Regions from separate parts of the Zea mays genome. Here region 2 is linked to region 1. Evidence: chromatin contacts called from public Hi-C data. All regions are on one chromosome and are shown on one strand. The core of a region is the stretch at or near the end of the contact, and the rest is flanking DNA. Distances in the headings are between cores, read along the strand shown.

Region 1 (5,125 bases), core at 787-3,286:
CCGGCCAAATTCTTGTGCGCTGGGACGATGACCGTTGCTGACGTTGTGTGAGTGTCCTCGAACAAGATGTATGTCGAGGAGTAGCACATCCGGTGGTGCAACGGCCAGGTGTACTACCTCGCTGATGAGCCCAGGATGCACTTCGTTTGGCAGCCCAGCCAAGAGTCATCGTTACTCGCCATGTCGAGCGCGTTCGGCGACTACTATATCAAGGACTGTGGCGTCATCTTGGCACTAGAGGTGACGCAGAGGAGGACCAACAACAATGACCACTCGCCATCGTCGGGGTAGCTTTTGTGTTGGTCTGTATTTAATTCTCTTCGCAAACACATACACTTGCCTTTTTATTTAAGCAAGCGTGTATGATGGTGCGTGTCTGATGACTGATGATGTACGAGAAAACTTCTACCGGTAGGTGTGGCACGTGCTCTCCAATGATGAGACCATGCAAATCGTGGCATATATCGAAGTCTGCATGATACTGATGGTTGCAATGTAGTAGTGAAACATCTAAATTAAAATAACAAAATTTATGTATGGTTAGGATCACAAATGGATTATGAAATATCTTCTTATAACAATATAGGACACAATTTGTATATAAGTTATTATGATATTATATGTTCCGTTGCAACGCACGGGTACTCTCCTAGTTTATGTATATGTATAGAGAGCCGCTTTTATTTGTATATATGGGTGCATCTCATGCATTATTTCTCCTTTAATCAGGCTCTTCCTTAAAGCCTGGACGCAGGGCGAACTTTTTCCTGACCCATTTCTTCTCAAAAGCAAAAGGAGGCGGATGCAAATGCAAAAGAAATGAAACGAAGAGGCCGTGGCAGAAAATGGGCAGCCAAGGAAAAGGAAACCGGTAAAGTCGTAGGGGGAGGGGAGTCGAAATAAAACACATGCCCTCTTTCAAAACCCCCTTCCACTCAGCTCCTCCACTAGCTTCTTCTTGCCAGTGCCACTACGCTTGAGATTCCTCCCCTGCTCCAAAGGCCCATGCCCCTGTTTGTTTCGGCTTTTCGCAGCTTCTGGCCACCAAAAGCTGCTGCGGACTGCCAAACACTCAGCTTTTCAGCCAACTTCTATAAAATTCGTTTGGGTAAAAACCATTCAAAATCAACATAAACATATAATCGGTTGAGTCGTCGCAATAGTAGTAATCCGTCACTTTATAGATCCTGAGCCACATGGACAACTTTATCTTCATTCGCACGTAATCCTAATGATACTCAGATTCTCTACACAGCCAGATTCTCCGCACAGCTAGATTCTTAGAAAAGCTGGTCAGAAAAAAGCTAAACCAAACAGGTCTCATATGCTTTCTCTCACCTCTGTCTAGAGGTTGACCTCAGCAAGTAAAGGGCTCGCGTTCGAAGAGATGGTGGCGATCGATCGACGAGTGCACAAAAGCTAGGGAGAGAGAGAGAGAGAGAGAGAGAGAGAGAGAGAGAGAGAGAGAGAGAGAGAGAGAGAGAGAGAGAGAGAGAGAGAGAGAGAGAGAGAGAGAGAGAGAGAGAGAGAGAGAGAGAGAGAGAGAGAGAGAGAGAGAGAGAGAGAGAGAGAGAGAGAGAGAGAGAGAGAGAGAGAGAGAGAGAGAGAGAGAGAGAGAGAGAGAGAGAGAGAGAGAGAGAGAGAGAGAGAGAGAGAGAGAGAGAGAGAGAGAGAGAGAGAGAGAGAGAGAGAGAGAGAGAGAGAGAGAGAGAGAGAGAGAGAGAGAGAGAGAGAGAGAGAGAGAGAGAGAGAGAGAGAGAGAGAGAGAGAGAGAGAGAGAGAGAGAGAGAGAGAGAGAGAGAGAGAGAGAGAGAGAGAGAGAGAGAGAGAGAGAGAGAGAGAGAGAGAGAGAGAGAGAGAGAGAGAGAGAGAGAGAGAGAGAGGAGGGCAAGCAATAGGTGCCCTGCACGTCCTTGCTTTGTGTGTGAGACAGTGAGAGAGAGAGAGGGAGGGAGGGAGGGATCAGAGGGAGGAGAATATGGATAGGGGAGTCGTCCACAAATCATCGGCGGCTCTAGTGCGCGAGATGGGGGAGGCAGGCCATAGCCATGGATGGTGGAGCATGAATAATTTGCTGAGGCCCCCCTTTGAGCAGCAGCACCACGCTTCTCTTTTCATGCCGTCCACAACCACCAGCAGCAGCACCGCCGCCGCCGCGCCCTCTTCTTCTTCGTCGTCGTCGCCGCCTCTCCAATCCTTCTCCTCTCTGCTGCTCTCGAACCACTACCCGCTGCCTACCACCACCAGCACGTCGCCGTGGCAGCACGACACCAGCATCACAAGTAGCCATGGCCAGCCGGATTCTTGGAGCCAGCTCATACAGTACGTAATTCATTTCACTCTGCATAGTCTATTCCCCCTCTCTCCTTCTCTCAAATCTCTAGTATGTGTGTGTGTGTGACAGGCAACAACATCTCTTTGTTCCTCCTGGCGCAGATAATAAGAAATGTTTTTTTTTAAAAAAAAAACTGCATGTGTGGTGGTGCATGAAATATACAATGATAACATGTTTCAGTTAACAGTAAACTGTGCTACCATTTTAACCTCTGATTACGTTGCTGATTTGTTAATTACTAGCAGCAAGGAAAGCCAGCAGATGGCGTTTCCAACTACGATTTGTTCGGAATCCGGAGGCGGCGGCAGCAGCTACGTCGTCTACGGTGCCGCAGCGGCTAGCCATGGGAGCAGCACAAGTGATGTCGAGATCCAGTTGCCATGGGGAAGCAGCAGCGTACTCCAGCAGCAGCAGAAAGCGTCCTCTCCTAGGTCTTCTTCCAGAACCACAGCGACGACGACCTCTCCCGGAAGCAACATGCTGGAGTTCTCCAACAACAGTAGCAGTTCACCACGTGAGGTAGGGATGCAAAGCTGTTCCCTTTTTAGTCTCAGTTTCTCTGGAGGAGGATGCAAAGCTGATTTATCCATGTGCATATGCATCGTGCCTGCTTTTAGACGACGCTGCGTTAATTGTTAATGTACTCAAGAGTAAAAAAAGCCTTTCTTTAAGCTTACCTAGCTGCTGAGACTGAGAGAGAAACTAGGCAGAGGTGATTTGGTTACTTTAAATCTACATATATATGGAAGTGCTAATTCACATATATAGATGACCATGCTATCTGATAAGAGCAGTAAATAAATAAATTAGACGCGTGGAATCGAAAGTTTAATGACTTTGCTCTATCTTTCTGTGTTTTCACTAGTGCATCAGTACAGTATCTGGATCAGCTTTCAAGAAGGCTAGGACCCAAGAACCCTCCCCGGCTCAATCTACTGTGAAGGTCATCCCTCTCTCTCTCTCTCTCTCTCTCTCTCTCTCTCTCTCTCTCTCTCTCTCTCTCTCTCTCTCTCCCTCCCATGAGCATGCAATGCATGCATGGGCCACCATTCCAGACTCGTCGCTAGCAGCTAGCTAGAGTGCTTTGAAGCATGCAAGCTGAAATGGACAGTCATGGAATCATTGTGGGGTGGCAGAGTGTGTGAGATTGGCAGGGGTTGGAATGATGGCAATTTTAGTATCTTTTGCTTGTTCTTTTGCTCCAGGTGAGGAAGGAGAAGCTAGGGGATCGAATAACTGCTCTCCACCAGCTTGTCTCCCCGTTTGGAAAGGTATATATCACAAAATTATTGAATCAATTTCACTAATAAACTACTGCCCTTTTGAACCCCTCCTTGTCTGTATTTAATTGTCAATTAGACCTTGTATATATACACCAGATAAAATAGCTAGCAGCCTATATCATCCATTAATTACTAACAACCAAAGTTGATTGTGCAAGTGTGTACAGAATGAACATAGAAGCATATATAGGTAATAGGTGAGACATTGTATAACAAAAAAACTAGCTGATGAGAAGACATTTTTGTACAAGTATGTATCAAAAGCATTTTCCCCTACCTCCAATAGAAAATGTGTAAGCCCTGCTCTTATAAAAAAAGAGAAAATGGTCCTTCACACAGTACATACAACCTGTTTTTCTTGGCACAGAAAATGAAATTCTATAGTTGAACAACTCAAATGAAAGAGAGTTTCCGGAAATGTTTATGTTTTATATATGCTTGGGGATTTTCATATCAGTTATATGTTGGAGTGGATCAAAAGACTACTACCTGCCAAAAGTCCTCAAATTACCCCCACCACCACCATTAACTGGAATCAGCTAAGCATCATTGTCTTTTGCATGCTGCCATCTTCTTTCTAACTCTGATGCTTAGCTACACATCATGTAAAAGAAGATCCATTTTTACAGACAAAGATACAAAAACGAGATCCTGACATGGCTAACCTCTTTCTCTCTTTTTTGGTGGCAGACTGACACAGCGTCTGTACTCCTTGAAGCCATTGGGTACATCAGATTCCTCCATAGTCAAATTGAGGTCCAGCTCTTCTCTCTCACACCATCTTTCTCTCTCTCTCCATGCGTGCCCATGCCTGCAGCCCTGGCCTCAAACTGTAGCACAGTACAAGGATCATAGATAAAGCATTGCCTTGCATGCATGCAATGTAATTGTTCCGTTGTTTGTTTTCACACTTGTGTGCACTTAACACCAAGCACTTTTTGGAGAGCTGCTTTACAATACTACAGTCTATCTATTTGCTACAGTCTACAGTAACTTGCTGCGGCTTCAGAGCTACACGCACTTAATACATGTCAGACATATGCATGAGGCTTAGGTGGTGATAATGTATGCAGCGCCACGACGCGAAACACTTCTGAATTTGAAGGGAATTCAATCTTATTCAGACATCAGTTGAAACCTTTTAAGCTCCCTTATATATTACACTACCATCCTCTATTGTGATTGTTTTGTCTTTTCTAAATATATATTCCTTTTTATCATACATATAAATATACGATATATATATATATACATAATAAAAGTTATATATTCATATATAAATGTCAATTGACCTATAAATTAATACAGAGAAGTAATATATGCAATAGATAAACGAAGCTATTGCATGCACACACACCGATGTGACCTTCGATTCTGTTTCACCCAGAACCAGTTGCCATTGCATAGATTAACTGTTCTGTCCAATAAAATGCTCTTGTCTTAGCATGATTCGTTCATGTTGCTGATGTTTACTCAGGTGGTATTTTTTGGGCTAATCGTTAATACT
Region 2 (5,125 bases), core at 938-3,437, 140 kb before region 1:
GGCCAGAGACCGCCGAAAATAGGCCTAAAGCTACGGAAAATAAGCTAGTTTCGGCGGCATAGGCACTATTTTCGGCGACCAGAGGCCGCCGAAAATGACTGTAGCTGCCGTAGTGATGGAGATGCGTCCACCAGTGAACCTCATGCCGGATTTTTATGCAGTGTACCATATTGATAAATAACTACACCGTGTATCATAATTAGTATCAGTATATATTATAAACTGGTTTAAACGAGTCTAGCTGCATGACTGCTGGAGCGATCCTATATCTATGGAGGAAATAATGCATTTAAATTAGACTTTTTGTTTCCATGTATGCCAATCGATTTTCTTTCATCGCACATTCCTACCATCCTAACTTTATGCGCATGCAACAAGAAATAGATTTTTACGCAGCGTGCCGAATTACATAATAACTACACCGTGTAGCATAATTAGTATCAGTATATATCATAAATTGGTTCTAACGAGCTTAGCTGCATGGTTGTTCGCGCAATCCTATATTTATGGAGCCATCGAATTTTTGCGTGTATACAGTGGAAACGAAAATATCATCCAAAATTTGCGGACATGCAATTAAAACTCCCAAGAAATGCCATAATTATCGGATCTATCATAAAATTAGAATCTACATGCATGCACTTGTGCATGTGGACGTGGTCCAGTGGCTAGGTGGGTTTTTATGGTATCTTTATGAACTATTTTTGCTATTTCTGTGAACTACTTACGCTATGTGTGCAAAAAAAAACAGAGCTGCAATTTATGGTGTGCTATTTATGTGAACTATTTACGCTATTTTATGCTATCTAGGGTCGGTATATTGGGAGCCTAGGGCTTTCAATAGTTACATGAAGTCCCAGTCATCCCCTGTTTCGCGCACAATAACGAGGCACATGTGGTTGGGTGTGTTCCCCGCCATTAGGGGTGACAATGGGCTCTACATTTTACATTATAAAATTTAAGAATCGTATCGGATTAGGATTGAACTCGATTTATATTTATTTTTGAACTAAATAATTTAGGCCCCTAACAAATTGTGAAGCAGCATTTGGATCGTGATCCATTACCATCTCTACCCACCATACACCAGGCCAAATCTCTCCCCCCCACGCGTCAATCAAACCCCCGATCCAACACCCAACTCTGCATGAGACGCACTCCATATGTATCATGCGGTCGCTTAACTGTCTCTTGTATCTAGAAAACCATTCTAAGTTCTTTAGGTTATACACGCATTTTATTTTTTTCGGTGTCTCCCCTCCCACTCACTTCCGTACGATTGGACAGGTCACACGACGTCGTCGCTGGTTCCTTGGCCGCGTTCCATTCCATCATGGTCATCGGCACGCGCTGTCGGCCGGCCGTCCTACGCTGCCTTTTTAATTTTATGACGATGCTTGAAGCAAGACTCTCATCGACCGCGGCTGAGCGCGACTGCAGATCGACTCTCTCTACTGCTGCTAGCTGTGGTTGCGATGAGGGCGTGTTCGGCTGGCTACAAGTCGACACTGTTGCAGCTGTTTGGATTGCTGCAGCTGCAATCCATAGAGAGAAAAATACTGTAGAAGCCGCAGCCGCAGCCGGATTGCAGCCGCAGCAAGCCGCAGCGAACAAGCTGGAGAACTAGAGGAACGGAAACGAGCCTAGTAGTAGTGCTAGTACTCCTCTCTCTGTACACACATGTGCAGTGCATGCGCATGCGAATGCGGCGTTCCGTTCCATCTATCTGCAGGCACTGACAACGAGACGAGAGCTAGTGAGACGGATGGTTTTCGAACTGCCGGCCGCCACCACGGTCGACGAGCGCCTGCGCGCGCGCGCGGATCGATATGCGCCTCATCGTCGTCGGGCTTCGACGGGCCGATCGATGGCCAGCGTGGTGGTGCTTGCTACTGGCGCGCGCACGCGCGCCTGTTAGATATCGATCACCGCGAGTCCAGGGCAGCTGATTGGTAGGCCCGATCGACCGGCCGGCGCACGATCATTTGCGTACGTTTCCCGGTTTCCGGCCGGCCGCGCACCATGATCGATACCATATGATGCCCTCGTGCCCACACACGGCCGGCCGCCCGGCCCGGAAACTCTGAACAATCTCAGAGACGATCAGGGCCGTTTCCTTTCCGCACAGGCCAGCCACAGCCACCTCTCTCTCTCTCTCTAGCTCAGCTCCTTTTGACGAGGGGTGCCTGAGCTACATAGCTATCTGCACGAACAGTCCGTTGGTCTGATCCACCTATATACCCCAGGCGGCCAGGCCCTTGCTTGCTGCAAGCAGATTTTGTCGTCTGGTCAACTCACCAATAATCGTTGTTCCTGCACTTATCGCATGTTCTCTCTCCATCAACTCGGCAGTAGCTACTAGCTAGTTTGTGCAGAGGCTGGCTGAACTAGCAGCTGGGATCCCATTTTACAAATTAAAACAACGGGTTTCTTTAGACTTTTCTCATTCACTTGCTTAATTTATTTTGCTCATCGATAGTAATGATCCGAGAGCTAGAGGCTACATACTAAATTGCGCACCACAACGCAACGATATAAAAGGCCACGTACAGCGCCATACATCAAATACAATCGTCTCTAAGCAGCCACGTAAGCAGCAATTAAATAAAAAAATCTAATGTGGACGCTAATTAAGACAACCACGGTATAACTGCTATAGTCCTTGTTCCACACATGAATTAAAAGTGTTATATACGACATAAATAGGCAACCTACTGTATGATTTATTATTTATATTGTCTGTATATACACATATAGACAACTGTTTTTCTATGGTTGTACAAGCCCTAATTGAGCGCGCACTGATCCCTATATATATTACTAGTAATCTCTTACAACGATTAAGCTGAACAAGCAAAAAAAAAAAGGGGGCACGGCGCTCACGAGTGTAGCTAATTTCTTCGCAACATATATATACCATGCATGATGACTTCAGTGTGACGATTGCATGATGTGGCGGACGTGGTAGTATTTCCGTTATTATATATGCATAATACACTAGGGTCTCAAGCTAGGATTAGGCTAATCATCACAAGCTAGCGCCGGGCCGACAGGTAACTACCGACGATGGGATGGACACACATACGAGATGGGCTAGCTCCTATATAGGCGCGCACCACATAATTTGTAGCATCCTACAAATATGTAGCTACACAATACGTCAATACGTAGGTCGGGTACCCTGGCCCACATAGTACATTCTGCCTCTTTTTCCGGAAGGTACCAATAACAATCAAAGATTAAAATATTGCGGTACCTAGTGTTCTTAAACTCGTTCTCGTGGTGTTACATTAACGTTATTGACTTTTAAAAAAAACTCTAATCACTTATTTTATTTAAAAATGTAAAATTTTATGTCAGTCTCAAACGACCTTAAATGATAAAACAAATCATTTTTTTAATAAGACGAGTGATTAAAGTTTTTGAAAAAAAAACTCAACAACATTAGATATTTGTGAACGGAGAGAGTGTTTGATGGACTCTTCAAATGTGCATCTAGATCTCGAGATCTAAATCACTATAACCAGCGCATAAACTTGTTCTATGCATGGGAGTGGTACACAAATAACGACTAGTCGGTTGCCTGTGTATTGCGACGGCTTGCAACAATACACACGTAAAGTATCCACCAAAAAGATCTCAATATTTTTTATTGATTGTCTCCGCTCTCTGTATAATATTTTTTTTAATTTGGCTAACTTATGTTATTGTTTACTCAATACAATATGTCTTGGTACAACACGACCAATGAAGTGAGCAATTAGAAGAGAGTTAACAACGACTAACTAGACGAATATAAATTATAAAATGATATAATTCCACCATACAGAGACCAAATAAGAGAAAGTTTGTGAGCTCAAGTTTCTAAAATAAGTCACATGAAATCAAACTGATAAAAAAGATAGATCAAAATATAGAGTGATTGCTAAAGTCAGGCATCGATAAAAACTGGATGCGCTCCATATAAATTATGCTACTTCGTAGCAATTACTAACATTTAAAACCAACAAATAACCTTTCATTTTACTGTTAATGTGACAAATCATTGTTGCGCCATCTAATTCATCAACCTCAAACACCATGCAGTCCATTACGCCAATGTGGTTTCAGAAATGACATAATGCTTGAAAGAGCCAAGAACGTCGTGTTGTGCTTGGTTGTAGCCTCGGCCCGTAGTACTGTTCCAGCCAGACTCGATTTTTTTTAATTTTACAAAAAACATATATACAATTTATATTTAATATTAAAAACATCTGAGCATGATGTTTACTGCTTAGACAGCTTCACCCAGTGTCTCCTGCTTTTTTTCTATCAGGGCATAAGTTCAAACCTCACATCATACACCATTTTTTAACATTTTACACTGATTTAATCAAATGGGTTGACGGGCAGTTCAAACCTCACCTCCTACACCATTTTTTTAACATTTTACACTGATTTAATCAAATGGGCTGACGGGCAAGCCCAACACAGTCAGCAGGCCGGCATGACGTGCCTGAGCCATAGTTGTGGCCCGCGTGCATCTGACTCATGCGTATCGCCGTTTGGTCATCTATAGACGTGCAACAGATTAATTTGAAATAGCTGTGAGGGTTATTTATAAAAAGATGACGCGTGACCACCGTTAAAACTGGTGCTTTAAGTATAGTATAGAAATACTTCATGTATATGCACTATGAACAATAGGCACGGCATCAGACACATCAGTTAGCATGCAGTAGAGTGAGTGGAGATTTGGGTTATCCTCACGTCATATAGTAAAGCATGCAATGCAAGAATAACTATGTGATAATGTACATGCTAAACAATGCAAGTTTGAGGAACAATACTCCCATAATATATTGTACGTGTATATCCACTAGTTTGTATGCACTGTAAGAAATATTTGATACGGGCCTGTCCAAAATGCACTTTAATTTCAAGTTAATGCTCAATAATCAAAATGGAATGTCTTGATAATGTATTTATTTAAACATGTCATGTTTTTTTATTGGTCAGAATTAGATAAATTTAACTTAGATAAAACCAATGTGAATCATTGTTAGCAAATAATGCAAATACGGATCAAACAAGAGACACCAAATTTTACATGGAAAACCCCCTTGTGGAGAAAAATCATGGGCAC

Evidence for each region. A called contact is a pair of places that touch in the nucleus more often than the background predicts.
Region 2: a contact with region 1 is called in a Hi-C map of ear, with 4 times the contacts expected there. The contact joins the enhancer-like site here to the promoter of LOC100216872 in region 1. A contact is called at or near these places in 3 of 25 Hi-C or Micro-C datasets (ear, tassel and an unstated tissue).

Annotation. Positions count from the first base shown.
Region 1 is chr5:136,069,999-136,075,123 of Zm-B73-REFERENCE-NAM-5.0, forward strand. It overlaps LOC100216872, which reads left to right and starts at 2,037. Exons shown (of 9, transcript NM_001143261.1): 1 at 2,037-2,322; 2 at 2,581-2,854; 3 at 3,201-3,278; 4 at 3,541-3,606; 5 at 4,309-4,374. The coding sequence starts at 2,063.
Region 2 is chr5:135,927,129-135,932,253 of Zm-B73-REFERENCE-NAM-5.0, forward strand. It overlaps LOC103628471 (ADP-ribosylation factor GTPase-activating protein AGD3), which reads left to right. Exons shown (of 7, transcript XM_008648667.3): 7 at 1,733-1,956. The coding sequence ends at 1,956. Among protein-coding and RNA genes, the nearest start is that of LOC103628471, 52 kb to the left of the region's middle. Within about 2 kb of position 2,188, at least 9 of the 20 cell types and tissues checked have an H3K27ac peak or open chromatin away from gene starts, as enhancers often do. A contact at or near this core is called in ear and tassel, where this site is marked.